Regions from separate parts of the Mus musculus genome. Here region 1 is linked to region 2. A link is a contact called in public Hi-C data. All regions are on one chromosome and are shown on one strand. Each heading gives the region's core, a stretch centred on a gene start, on an enhancer-like site or on the middle of the called end of the contact. The rest is flanking DNA. Distances are from core to core; before and after follow the strand shown. Region 1 overlaps Rusc2 (RUN and SH3 domain containing 2). Region 2 overlaps Unc13b (unc-13 homolog B).

The links. A called contact is a pair of places that touch in the nucleus more often than the background predicts.
Region 1: a Hi-C map of bone marrow-derived macrophages shows a contact between it and region 2, with 28 read pairs. The contact joins two enhancer-like sites. A contact is called at or near these places in 15 of 39 promoter capture datasets (the 3T3-L1 cell line, the C10 cell line, the SN4741 cell line and 8 more), 1 of 484 Hi-C or Micro-C datasets (bone marrow-derived macrophages), 2 of 115 datasets of contacts at active chromatin or transcription factors (embryonic basal ganglia and embryonic stem cells) and 4 of 9 other capture datasets (adipose tissue, embryonic stem cells, liver and 1 more).

What each region holds. Positions count from the first base shown.
Region 1 is chr4:43,415,161-43,422,566 of GRCm38.p6, reverse strand. Rusc2 (RUN and SH3 domain containing 2) reads right to left here. Exons shown (of 12, transcript NM_199057.3): 2 at 5,849-7,406; 3 at 318-962; 4 at 1-126. Among named protein-coding and RNA genes, the nearest start is that of Fam166b, 10 kb to the left of the region's middle. Within about 2 kb of position 2,441, at least 131 of the 459 cell types and tissues checked have an H3K27ac peak or open chromatin away from gene starts, as enhancers often do. A contact at or near this core is called in bone marrow-derived macrophages, where this site is marked.
Region 2 is chr4:43,214,509-43,220,827 of GRCm38.p6, reverse strand. All of the region lies in intron 11 of Unc13b (unc-13 homolog B), which reads right to left. Among named protein-coding and RNA genes, the nearest start is that of Gm25010, 16 kb to the right of the region's middle. Within about 2 kb of position 2,662, at least 10 of the 459 cell types and tissues checked have an H3K27ac peak or open chromatin away from gene starts, as enhancers often do. A contact at or near this core is called in bone marrow-derived macrophages, where this site is marked.

The DNA.
Region 1 (7,406 bases), core at 1,192-3,691, 200 kb before region 2:
GGTTCCTGCGGGCCAGCCGAGCTTCCGGTGGCCTTCGATCTAGGCTTCCTGACAAACCAGGTGGCCCTAATGGGTTCTTCCTCCTGTATTCCCGCCACTTGAGGGCCTGAGGGGACAGGTGGTTGGCTGGAAGTGGAAGCAGGAGAGAGAAAATAGTTAGAAGGAGCCAGTATTTCATGGCTACCAGGCGGCCGTGTAAAATGCTAGGGCTAGGCCAACATGTCAATCACCTCCAGCCACTGTGGACGTGACCCCCACTGAGAGCGTTAAGAACCCACCCAAAAGAGATGTAGGCTTGCTTGGAATGAAGCTCGTACCATTGTTGGGCCTGTTGGCCATGCTGCCCTCGCCACCTCCTCGAACCAGACTCTCTGCCCGGGTGAAGCCAGATCTCCAGGAGCCCAGAGGGGGTAAACTTCCTGTGCCATGAAGCCTGTACTCAGCCAAGGTCGGAATCTTCTGGTCCTCCTTCGGTGGCTGCTGGGATGTGGCAGGGCGCACAGTAGGAGGGCAGGTATGGCTCCATGGTGATACACTGTCGGCTGCTGTGCCCTGCTCTGGAGGCGGGGAGCAGGAGGTAGAGGCAGAGGAGTCGGTGCTAGACCCAAAGGGGCCGGCACTCCGGACTGGGGAGTAGCTTCCCAGGGGCGATGGCCGCGAGGTCTCTGGTTCAGGCCCAGCGTTTCTGGCGCCTCTGCCAGAGGCCTGCGATGTGAATGGCTGCGGCTCTCCTGAGGGAGCTGGGGCTGGGCCTTGAGCAGTAGAGATAACCAGCGGGGCGGGCTGCTGTGCGCGGCTGCAGGGCATAGAGAGGCTGTAGAGCTGGGAGAGGCTGTGCAGGGCCCGGGCCTTGGCCAGCTGCTTGGGGAAGTGATGTTGGAACACGAACGGCTGGATCGGTAGGGTGGTCGGCCTCTGTTCCTTGCTGTAGCGAAGGACGGGTCGGCTTTCGGTGCCACCCCCTGTAGCAACAGCGATGGAGAAGGACTGAATCAGAGAGACACTGAAACCCAAGCGGGAGGAAGAATCACAAGGATCGGTGATACCCAATGGGGATAATGGGCTAGCCTGGGCTACAGGCCCTGAACAGGGACAGGCAGGTTCCTCCTTTGCGGAGGGGACGCTGCTCCTCCCTGTAAGCCTGCCCTGCGCTTTTTATGACCGGGAATGCCTTCTGCCTCTCCACTTTCTCAACTCTGCAGGTGTCAAGGCATGTTTGGAGGCTCCGTGCTCACCTCACTGAGCAAGTGCTCCCTGGCAAAGGTAGCTGTGTTTCAGACTTTCACACAGATGGCTCCCAGGCCCACAGCATCTAGCTCCCCTTGACCATCCTGCTGTGGAAAGGGCTTTGCTTTCGTTTTAAACGAAAACAGCCTGGCTAGAAACATTGTTCCTAAACCGTGTCGCCGGAAGCTTCTACACTCTTTTCATCTACGGGCTCTGCGCGGGTTTTCCTGATACCTTCCATTTCTGTCAGAGTCAGTGCCAAGATGTCGCTGACTTCAAGTTCTCTCTACCCATCCACCACCCTGTCTCCACTCACACACTCCACTCCGATTTTGAGCAAATTCAGCAGTAAGACAAGTAAGTATTTACTTGTAGCCAAATCGGCCAAACTTCATTTTGTTTTTTGAGACAGGGTTTCTCTGTGTAGCCCTGGCTGTCCTGGAACTCACTTTGTAGCCCAGGCTGGCCTCGAACTTAGAAATCCACCTGCCTCTGCCTTCCAAGTGCTGGGATTAAAGGCGTGCGCCACCACTGCCCGGCTCCCTGTATGTGCTCCCAATCCTGATCTCTCCCATGATCCCCTCCTAAGAACTTCAAAATCTACCTCTGCTCTCTTTGAAGAGGGATATTTTCCAACTCTTGGGATTTTTTTCCCAGCCACGTTTCAGGTCAGTGTTCCTTAAATCACAGGTCCCAGAACTAAACTGAGGTCCAGAACAATGCAGGGTGCCACGGTATTTGTTAATGAACTGTTATCTCAATAAAACACCGTTCATGCTGCAGCTATCTAAATGAACACAAGGTGGCGCCACACACTCTTCTAGGGCCTAAAGCCCTGGGCGTGGCTCAACAAGAAGCAGGAGGAATTCATTTCTCCACAGATCAAGAAACTTATTTGTGTTTGTTTTTTGAGACAGAGTCTCATGTAGTTCAGAGTGACTTTGAACTTGCTGCGTGGCTAAGACTGCTCCTGCCACAGCTTCTAAGTGCTGGCTTTGTTACAAGTCTGAGCCACCTTGCTACACACAGATCAGGGAAATTTAAGTTAAGTTGTTGTCTCAAGTTAAGGTCACTCAGCTGGGAAATAGCAGAGCACAGAATGTTGCCCAAACCAGAGTCGGCTTCTGGGGCCAAAGTTCTTGACCACATCACATTACACACACAGTGATGTCAGGCTGGGTTTGCTGGGCCATCTTTCTTACTCACGTCATGGAGTCATGAGGGATGCGTACACAGGCTCATAGAGAAGTGTTCACTCATGCTCCCTGACATCCCCAGTTCTCAGAGGACAGCCTGTCTTCCTTGATGTGCTCAACACACCTCCACCACTCAGTCCTTAATCATACCTAGTCACTAACGCCCTGGGGCCTCGTCCCTGCTGTGATCTGCCTGAGATTTCATCAGTCCCTTCCTGCTCAGCCCTCTCACCCAGTTTCATTTCCTTTTTGTAAAGTGTCGGGAAGAATTTTCTAACGTGTTTGCTGCCTGTTACTCTTCACAGGATTTCCAGAAAAGTCGGGACCAAATCCTCTCAGTCGCTGTGTCTCTAGGGTCTGGGCGCATCTCAGGAACCGAACAGTTAAATGAACGACTCTCTACTTCTGATTCAGTCTAGTCTCCTCTGCCTCAAATCACCTTATATAAATCTGATTTTCTTGAAAAAATGAATTTATCTGTGGTTGTTGCTCAGAGAATAAAGATCACATGTGCTGTGTACCTGGGAAGCAGCCCCAGTTCCTGGGTTCCTTCTTACAAGGTAGCATCCAGAGTCCCAGGGGCAGCCAGTCAGTGCTCTGTGTTCAAAGGAAGGAAGCAACCCCCCACCCCCGCTGGAATCTACCTCTGGGCATGGATTTGGGAATGGTTGATGCACATTTTGCAATCTGTTATTCGCCCCAAATCAACTCAAGGACACTTTACAAATCGAATTTCACTCTGGCCTCGGTCTGATTAATTTTGCTCTATCAAGATTTGGCAAGATCCCTTTTCTCAACCGCCGACCCTGCTGCTCAGGTTCTCAGGAGGAGCCTCAGCTTCTTCCAGTCCTGTCCAAACTGGTTCTTCCTTGGCTATCCATAAATTCAACCAACTGTCAACTCATTTGTTGGCTTTAAAAAGAGTGCACAGGATCAGGGGAAAGAGGGTGACAGCGTCACTGGAGGCTGCCCTGACGGAGAAGTCCCACTGGGACTGGGGAGGAAGCGCTTCTGGTAGAGAGCCTGCCCAGTAAGGCAGTACTAAGCCCGGTCAGTCCGAAGGGCTGAGCGTACCCAGAGGTTCATTCCTGTAGTCCCAGCAGGAGGCAGAGGCAGCGGCCTCAAGGTCGTCCTTGGCTACACAGTTTGACGATAACCTGGGATTCATAAGACCCTGCTTCAAAATAGTTTAAAAAAAAAAGTAAACCTTATTTCGTGTGTGTGTATGGGAAGAGGCATGCGGAAATCATGGGTTAATTTTTTCCTTCCCCCATTTAGACTCTAGGATCAAAGAGCCTATTGGCAAACGCCTTTACTGGCTGAACCATCTCGCTGACCCAAGAAAAATGCTTACATTTTTAAAAATATCAAAAGCTCTTTAAATTTTTGAGTCTAGTGAAAACACTTCAGTGGCTGCTGGCTCTCTCCTCTGTCTCTTCCTCTTTCCTCTCCTTTTCTTTTGTTCCATTATCTTGGATATGTGGTGTCTCTGTGTGTGTACACACGTTTGCATGCATGTGAGTATTTGTGGAGGCCCCCAAGTTGATACTGAGACTCATCCTTGATCACCCATCTACCTCAGACCCAGAGCTCTTGGATCTGGTCAGTCTTTGTAGCATGCTCTGGGCATCCGTCTCTGTCTCCTGAGCCTGGAATTATGGGTAGGCTGCACAGCTACCAGGTATTGGTGGCATCTGCAGTTTCGAGGGTGGTGACTGTGATACCTGGCAAGGTGCTTTAATCACCAAGCCACCTCTCCAGACCCCCTTTAAAATATTTAAACATTTTGAGACAATATAGACCTGGCTGGTCTGGAACTTGCTATGTAGAACAAGCTGTCCTCAAAAATCACAAAAGTCTACCAGGCCTCTTTGCCTCATGAGTGCTGGGATTAAAGGTGTGTGCTACCGAGCCTGGCTGAAATATGTATTTTAATGATCATTGTGTGTGTGCACGTACAGGTGTGGGAGTCAGAGGACAACTGTGCAGGGTGGGTCCTGTCCTTTCATGTAAATTCTAAGGATTGAACTCAGGTCACCCAGCTGCGACCACAAGGGCCTCTACCCGCCGGGCCACCTCGCTGGTCCCATCTTAAACTTCGGATTGAATTTTCAGCCTTCGCTTCCTAAATGCTAGAATTACAGGTGAGCCCGACAAGCCCAGCTTCATCTCCAACCTTGAGGGTTGCTTTGCTCAGCCCTTAAGTCACACTATCCATCCCCTGGTTCTATTCCTGTTTACTTTGTAATTCCACACATTCTTCATGGATGACCACTTTTAACTACCCCTCCTCCCTCCCGCCCTCCCTGGCAGGGTCTCACTCTATAGCCCCGTCTGGGTGAGAGATCACCGAATAAGTAAGGCAGTGTGCTTAGAACCCACAGAGGCCCACTACTGCTCCTAACCCCGTGACCTCCCACTCTACAAGGCAGGCTCTCCTGTCGGAAGACACTTCTCCACACCTCCCACCCAACCCACCAAGGAGCTTTCTAAAGTGCAACTCAAAATGTGCCATTAAGCACACAGAAAACCAAACCAAACAATACCAACACAGCCACTCTCCTGATCAAAATCCTTCGGTGGTTCACCCCCACCGGCAAGGCTCTGCTAAATTAGTCTACTGCAGTTCCTGGAAAGCGCCAGACTCTGCGCCTGCGTGGCTTTGTACATCACGGGAGAGCCTAGAATGTTCTTAGAAGAGAGTCTACAAAACCTAACCCTTATCTTTCTTCCAGGCTTAAATGTAAACCGTTGAGTCCCCCCCTAACACGCCAGACTAGCAGAGATAATCTTCTGGGCTACTTGCACCTTACACTGCTACTTTGCATGGTTTCTTGCTTCCCTTTTGTTCTGTCCTTGCTTAGAATCCCAGGAGGACAGATTCTCTCTCCAGCACTGCTTCAGCACAGACCCTGCTACAAAGTAATCACTCGAAATAGAATCAACCATGGCTGCTGGCTTAGGAGTCCATGGTGGACTGGAACGGTCAAGGTTCAGTTCTGCTCTGCTTTTTTCTTACATAAGTGGTCTCATTTTGTTGCTCACCCTGGCCGCCCGCCCTCAAGCAACTCTCCTGCCTCAGCCTCTGGAGGCACATGTCAACCTGTTCAGTCTCTTCAGTGCAGGATCACCATCAATGATCAGAGAGCAAATGCCACTTCTATCCAGTGTGGCTTCCCTGCTGGGCATGTCCCTGAGATGCGTTAAGCCCTGCAAATCCCTGCATGTCTACAACTGGTCTCTGTCAGTAATCGCGTCACCATTTCCCAGGACACCAGTCTCCAAGTCCTAGTGATCTATCTACCTGGCACTCTCTTCTCCCTGTCTCTACCCCGGGACAGCACATGTGCTGGACCAGAAAGAGAGGCCCAGGCTGGTTCGGAACAAATGCATATACACATCGCTGTGTTCTCCGAGTTCCTTACCGTCAGCTCTAGCTCTCGAATCCCTCTGGGTATGGCTGGTGGCTGGGCTCCCCGAGAAAGCAGGCCCAGGATCCATCAGCTGGGCCAAGGGTCCCTGCCCAGCAGCTCTGAGGCTAGGAAGTGGCATCTCGCTGGACTGGGAGCCCTGACAAACCGGGGTGGACCAGGGTTCGGGGCCAAGGAGGTCCAAGCTTGGCCCCAAGGGCAGGGACGGCAGGCTATGGCTACATCGAGTGCCCTCGTCAAGTGGGGCTGCCCTGTCTTGCTGGGCTTCTTGGATGGGCGAGAACTCTTGGGAAGAATCTCCAACGCTCGCCCGCAGTGGTGGGGAGCCGGAGCCCGCAGCTTTCTTCCGGCCTTTGGCCAACTCAGCGAAGGAGGTAACCCTTCTGGGTGGGGACGCAGGCCCAGCTAGGGCCGCAGGGCCCTCACTTAATCGTACTGGGCAACTAAGCATGCGCTCTAGTGAGCCCAGGCGGACAGGGGGGCTGCGCTCCAGGCTACGGTCATAGCTTCGAGAGCGCTGCCGGCCAGTGTTGAGGTTGGGGGGGGAAGTATTCGTGTACACCTGCCCTTCAAGTACAGTGGGGCCCATGGCGGTTGCTGCTTCTGCTGGGGAACCCACTGCTTCTTGTTCCTCTGGCTGGATGTCTGGCTTCTGGAAGAGGTAATACTCAGAGGGCTGGTTGGGGTCTGGGTCTGGGCAGGGGCCTGGTGGAGGACTTATCTTGGTGTGTTCTTCAGAGCAACTCGTGATGGAGGAGCCGGCGGGGCTCGGGGAGGACTGTGAGGACAGGTCACAGGTGACAAGTTTATAGTAATTCTGTGTGGCCACAACAAGGCGGGCCTGGCTCTGGAAGCAGGCTGTGAGGTCAGCCACAGCTGGGCAGGGCTCAGAGTGTGGGTGGTAGGCGTTGCAGTTGGCATCGAGCTCAGGGGATGAGACATGAGGACAGCCACAGCCCTCTTCCCTGTCCCCGTTCTCAGGGTGGTGGGACTCGCAAGACATTCTCGACTCAGCCGGGGAGGGCTGCAGGTCCAGGTAGAAGGCTCCAGGGTCTGCGTGGCTGCAGAAGGAAGAGTCGCTGCAGGACTGAGGGACAGAGTTGAGGTTGGCACGGGAGCTGCTGTGCATCTTATTGTAGAGGGTGCTGAAGGTGACTAGCACACCGTCGGAGCTGTTACAGGAGGAGTCGCTGACATAGCCCATGGACTGGTCAGCCGCCTCCGACTGACTGGACGTACTACTGCAGTGGCAGTGCTGGGTTCCCGAGCCGGAGCGTCCAGGGTGTCTTGGGGATTCGTCGGAACTGATCTTCCACTCTTGCTCAAAGGAAAAGCCAGAGATATCACTGGTCCCCCCTCCACTGCCACTCCCCCCGTGTCCCCCACACTCGTCCAGCTCCATCCTCTCAGCTTCCAGCTCTGGCCGGCAGCAGTGGCTGGTGCTGCACTGGGTCCCCAAGGCTGTCGCTGGGTCCTGTTCCTGCCCCTCCACCACTCCAGGTCGACTGTGAGTTGCACCCCACGGCCTGCCCTGCCCGGGGCCGGACGGTGG
Region 2 (6,319 bases), core at 1,413-3,912:
ATAGAAATGAAGCAATACCACTGGTAAGACTAAAAAGCAGGCTAAATAAATATATACAAAATGTCTATTATATGAACTCTTTTATGGAAAGTATGCAGAACACAAATTTACAGAAACAAAGTAGACTAGTGATGTTGGAGGCTAAGGCAGAGGGGTGGGAGAGTGGTTGCTAATGGAGATTCTTAAGATGTTGGAAATGTTCTCCTATTAGATAATTGATGGTCTTATAATTATGTGAGTATGTAAACAAACAATAAAAAATGCAAGACTACCTTTTAATGGATGTAAGGGCAATTTTATGTTATATAATTACAACATTAAAAGCTTCCATAATAAAAATAAGAAAATGACTACCAGTTGTGCCACGGTGCTGACTGACTCATGAGGAGAAGGATTAAAGACAGGTTAAAGTGTGGCCCTCATCTCAGGGCTTTCTGACCCAGCCTTTCTCCTTTAAGCTTTAAGGACTTTGTAAGGATAGACTGCTTTGACCACACAATGTTTCTTTTGCTGCTACAAAGAAGTAATTTCTGGATGTTCACGGAGGGGGAAAACTGGCCTCGGAGTAAAGAGAAAGAGAAATCCCTTACAGCAGGTGAATTACAGAAGGAAGAGGTGTTTGGGCTGTTAAAGAATGAGTAAATGCAGTCGGCTGGCATGGCACACGCAGGGCCTTGCTCAGGTTGGAAGGAAGCATATGATCACTAATATGCTGAAAACAGAAACAGCAAGGCAAACTGTAAGACAGCAGTTTCTTTGAGGAGGGGTTCAGTGAACAGGAGAAGACAAACCTGACAATATAAACCAGAGACAGCTGAAGCAGCCTTGAATGACAAGTAAAGGAATTTGGATTGTTTTACACATATTTAAGCTATCAGGAATGGCTCCAGGGAGATTTGAAAAGAGAGTGACATGGTTTCCAGTTTTTACTTTCTAAGTTGAATTTTATGACTTGGTATTACCATTAGTATTATTTAAGTCCTTAAATATTGAAGAGGTATACAGTATTTTAAAAAAAATTAAAAACACCTCCATCCCATTTCACTAGTATTTTACCCAATAGTCTATCTCCCATGGAGAATCATATATGGTCATCTGCTACGTACCATTCAAGTGAACTACAGCATACATATAACAACGTTTATGTCACATGACCTTGGTCTACTGTAGACTATATACCATCTAGGTTTGTGTGTATATACTTTAATGCTCACACAGTGAGGAGGTTTCCAATAGTGCATTTCTCAGGCTGTATTTCTGTCAAGTAATACATGACTAAACCAGTTTCTCAAGTATCTTTTCTTCCTTCCTTCCTTCCTTGTCTTCCTTCCTTCCTTGTCTGTCTTTCTTTCTTTCTTTCTTTCTTTCTTTCTTTCTTTCTTTCTTTCTTTCTTTCTTTCTTTCTTTCTTTCTTTCTTTTTATTTTTGGTTTTTCGAGACAGGGTTTCTCTGTATAGCCCTGGCTGTCCTGGAACTCACTCTGTAGACCAGGCTGGCCTTGAACTCAGAAATCCGCTGCCTCTGCCTCCCGAGTGCTCTGATTAAAGGCGTGCGTCATCACACAGCCTAAGGGGATGTGTTTCTTTCTTTTTATAGAATGGAAGCATCTCACACACACCATTCCGCACTATGCTGGTTTTTAGGTAGACAAAGATTAGGTAGCTTTCCATTTGAATAAAGAGCTACCCCAGCTTTTTATAGCTCCATGGAACTGCATTCCATTGTTTGTTTGTGCCAGAATTTTATTTCATCATATAGTTAAAGGACATTTAGGTTGTTTTTCACTCCTTACTATTAAAAACAATACTTCAAAAATAACCTTGTACATATGCCACTTCCGCATGTAGAAATATGTCTGCAGGATACATTCCTGGAAGCAAGGCTGAGGACTCTAAAGGTGCATATATTTATAACCCTGATACATTTTCTCAAATGCTTTCCTTAGAAGTTATACCATCTCATCGTATCCCATCAACATTGTATGAGCACCTGATCCCTTACACTTCTGCCAGTAAGATATGTTTCTTATCTTACACTTCTGCTAGTAAGATATATTTCTTCATTTTAATTTTGTCTTGGGAAACCTAATCAGGTTATATGCAAAAGAGGATAACCCCATTTACATTTAAAATTGGATAAATATAGCATATGCTCTTTGGATAAATTTAATTTTGATTGGGAGAAGAAAATGTAAAACTACAGATTTCCATACTGCCTAGAAACAAAGTCTTTTATTTCCTGCAGTTAAAATTAACATTTTGTTTTGGTTCTCAGGTAGCTAGGGAAGGCAGAAGGGGAGTATGGCCCACGGAAGGCAGCTGGGCCTTCAGACAGGGTCAGGTCAGCACTGCTAAGTAGGCAGCTCCTAGGTGCTCTGACTCAGAAGTAAGGCTCAGTGTAGGGCCAGAACTAGGATCTAGACAAGTAGAGGCAGAGGTAAGGAAATTCAAGTGACCATGGAGAAATACCATCAACTACTAGGGAGATGGGAATCTTTCAAAGAAGACCATGAAAAGGCATTTAAAAATGGAACATAAAATTCTGTCCCTGTGAGACAGAATAAATGTGCTTTATTTCTCAATCTTGCTTCCCACATCTAATCTACAGTCTACTGTGACCCAAATGGTCCTTCCTCTTTTGAAAGGCTACTTCCCAAAAAGACTGGAAATGGCTTAAGGACAGAAACTAAAACCTCCCTCCTAACCTTAGCACCCTCTTTCCTTCTATTTCCCAAAGATTTAAGTCTGTATTAAAATAATCTACACCGATTCAAGATATGAACCAACCCCATTGCTTTGTTAAGCCTGCCACAATGCAGCTGAATGCCATAGCGAGCCACATTACACAGACACTCAAGAGTACCTGAGGGGATGTCTTCTACTGAAAGATGGCTTGCCGTCTGTACTAGCTCTTGCAAAAGTTTTTTCTGCCTCAGTCTTTTCTCTCTTAGAACGTTTTTAAAATTGTTGATGCATTTGTTAAGGTAAATGGTCTCTGCACATACTTGTTCTAAACTCAGTTTGCCTTGATTAGGAGAGTCAGGCCTGGAACAAGTCTCGCTTCCCAGACATGGGGCGAGAGGGAAACTGAGCAGTGAGTTTGCAAAAGGTGAGTTGTTAGAAGCAAGAGAGAAGTTGCTTGGTGCTTGAGATGTCTGATCACCCTGTATAGAGATGCCTACTCCACCAGAAACCACACTGAGCAAGCTCTCACTTCCCTGACTTGCTGGACTCTCCACTGAACAATCGTGGGCACCTCCTGAACTTACTGTCCAAAGAAGTCTATCACTGTTCTCTGACTGGGAACCACTCTCGTTGCTTTCCAGGTCCTCAGGACTGATGGACCCATTGTTCTCCAGCTTCTGAAATACCCCCTGCAGAGCCAAACGAAAGTGCTGGATTGCTCGACTCAGCTTAGTTGTGTGGAATTTAATTTCTACATCTTCATCCTCCTGGGAGTCAGCCAGAACACGTGAGGACTTATCAAAGACATCCTTAAGAACCTGGGCAGTACAGTTCTCTTCTTCATTCAGGTCAATATGAACCATGTTACTCAAAGTCTCAGGCCCTATGATCACTTCCTCCATCGTGCTGTCAGGACTCAGAGTCGCAAACCTTCTAGACTTGTCTGCCAAAAGGTCCTCCAGCTGCTTTGGGCTCAGAATATCAAGTCCAGCTTCACAGCCTAGCATCTTGTCCTCTGTGTTTACCATATCTGCTTTCAGTGGTCCAGACAGTGAAAGGCAACTGCTGTCCTTAATTGAATTGCTGCAATCACTTTGTAGCTTTGTCACCTTACATGCCTCATGTTCTTGTCTGCCCTGTTTGAAAATCTGTAATTTTTCACAATCTTCCTCTTTTGAGATTAACACTGAGGAAGACCCCTCAAGTGGATGGAGGAGAGAAAGTTCACCACAACAATCACTGGTTACCCAGGATGCTCCTGATGTTCCTTTTACTTCCTCCTGCAACTTAGACACATCACTCTGTTTTGCTAAGCCATCCTTTGGTAGTAAACGAGGGCCCTGATGCTCAGAAGCCTGGGGTCCTCTTTGTTGATTCTGAGTCCTTATCTGGTGTGGTTCTGTCATTTGTTTTCTGTTCCCTGTTTCTAGCCGAAGAGCTGGTTTATCCTGATTTAAAGAGTTCCAACTGTGGTCTTGAAGTTGTTGCAAGCATGATAAAGACTCCTTTGGGGGATCCTCACACCCTTCTGACCACACTGGTTCCTCTCTGGTAGCAACCCTGACCCCCACACTCTGCAAGAGGATGGATTTTTGCAAGATGAGGTCTCTGTGCTCTAGATGGACAAGTTTCACCACAGTAGGCCGGGGGGCAGGAGCTGTGCCTGTTCTGTATGCCTCTTGGATATACCTGTTGCACTGCATGCCATTAACACAGAGGTGCTTTGCTAGAAAGTTGTCCACCAGTTCCATAGTGTTTTCCCCATCATGTTCAGGAAGTCCATATAGATAAAGAATGGCTTCCTCTCTGGATCTTTCTACATGGAGTTCCTGAGCCTTTTCCCCACTGCACACTTTGCCCAGGGAGCTGCTACCTACGTGCAAGCCTTCTATTTCACTCAGTACTGAATCTACACAGCTAGACACTTCATCCACAGAGCCCTGGACTTGGTTCAAGTGCTGTTGCAGCTCAGCAATCTCAGACTGAAGACGACTGATACCTTGCAGTTCTCTGATGATATATTCTACTACATCTCCCAGAGGCTCTTGCTGTTCATACCTACATCTCTGGCCAGGACCCCTAGGCAAAATGGGCCTGGCTTGGTTTCTCTCTGAAGGATCTGAACAGTTTGTTATACTGGCAGGTGAGAGTTCCCGAGAGTCAGATCCTGAAGCACAGGCAGTGGAGGCCAGAGAAGGTTGGTTATTGGCTTGCTGCTCAAAGCTACAAAGTTGGGGCAGGTCCCCATCTCTTTCTCCACTAGTGGTGGAGTCACAGCAAGGGAGTGGGAAGTTGTCCTCTGGCAGGGATCCAGTAGGACCCGTGGACTTGCTCTTGACACTGCATACAGTCTCTGCCCTGACCTTATCTGGGGAGAGGCTGGATGAAGGTCCCAACGTCAGCATGATTTCCTCCTCAGACTCTCTCAACAGTCGCTTCATTTCCCCCGCAGAAGAGGTGATGGCTCTATGCCTCTTCCTTTTATTTCTTGTGGGGATGCTGAACAGAAATGGTCTCCGAAGAGCCTAGTCCTTCTTTTTCTTTCCTTCTTCCTTCCTTTCTTATTTTGGATTGGCTTTTAACGACTATTGCTAGTTGAAGCCTCAGGCTCAGCCACAGTATTGCCTGGAATGACCTCATGTATAGGTCTCAAACCTGACACAAGCCTCTGGATCCTGGCTTGGCTTTTATCCTGTAGCTCATGAAAAAAGAACAGTACACTCAGATAAAAGAGAAACCGGAAACTCAAATATGACCAAGCTGTCAAGCAAGGCTAAGAACAATGCCTTCAAAGACAGTAAGAAGTCAGCCTGAGCAGCCCTCCAACCTTCGCCTTAAAAGCTGTAGGCATCAGGGCTCTTTCCTTGGCTCCTTTTAAAATATCGATTCAAAACCAAATCAAGTCTTTTATGTTCTTAACAAGTACAAAAACAGTATTGAGACAAGCTGCTGGGAAGTGGGTAAGGAAAAGTAAGGTCAGTTAGTGACTGCCTAGTTAAACCTTTACAAAAACAAAATTCAGCACTGGAATCTGACTCAAGGATGAACAAGGAGATGTTTAACATCCACAAATGAAGTGAAAAGACAAAACACGAGAAGTTTCTTTCTTATCCATTTTGTTTTTCTGGTGAGGATTCAGATCTTCTATAGTTCATCGTTGTTTGATGATAGCAACCATTCACTTGGAAAAGAGACCATGGCAAGTTTTTGAAGGAGGAAAAGTTACTACTACAGCTAATCCCAGAATAATGTGGTAAAGTATAGGTACAGCAATGTCCAGAACTCAGATAGCACTTAATATATTTAAATCTAATAGGGCAGACAGCTAAAAACCTAAAAATAATAGGCTCACTACAGGGACAATGGATCCTTCAAGGCACTCTATCTACATGACTGTACTGATCAAGTAACAGAGGGATGCTAACCCTCTGACCTGTCAGAGTACAGCAATGCATGGTACAAGCAGAGAGTTGGTTATATTACACAGGGTACTTTGCTTTGAAGTGCAGAGTGGAAAGTACAAGAAAGAAACAGAGACTCAGGGGATGCATGGGGCTACCAATACTCTATGGTCCTACAAGGCTATCCTGCAAGAGACAACATGAACTAGTGGGAGACACACTACCATTAAGTTA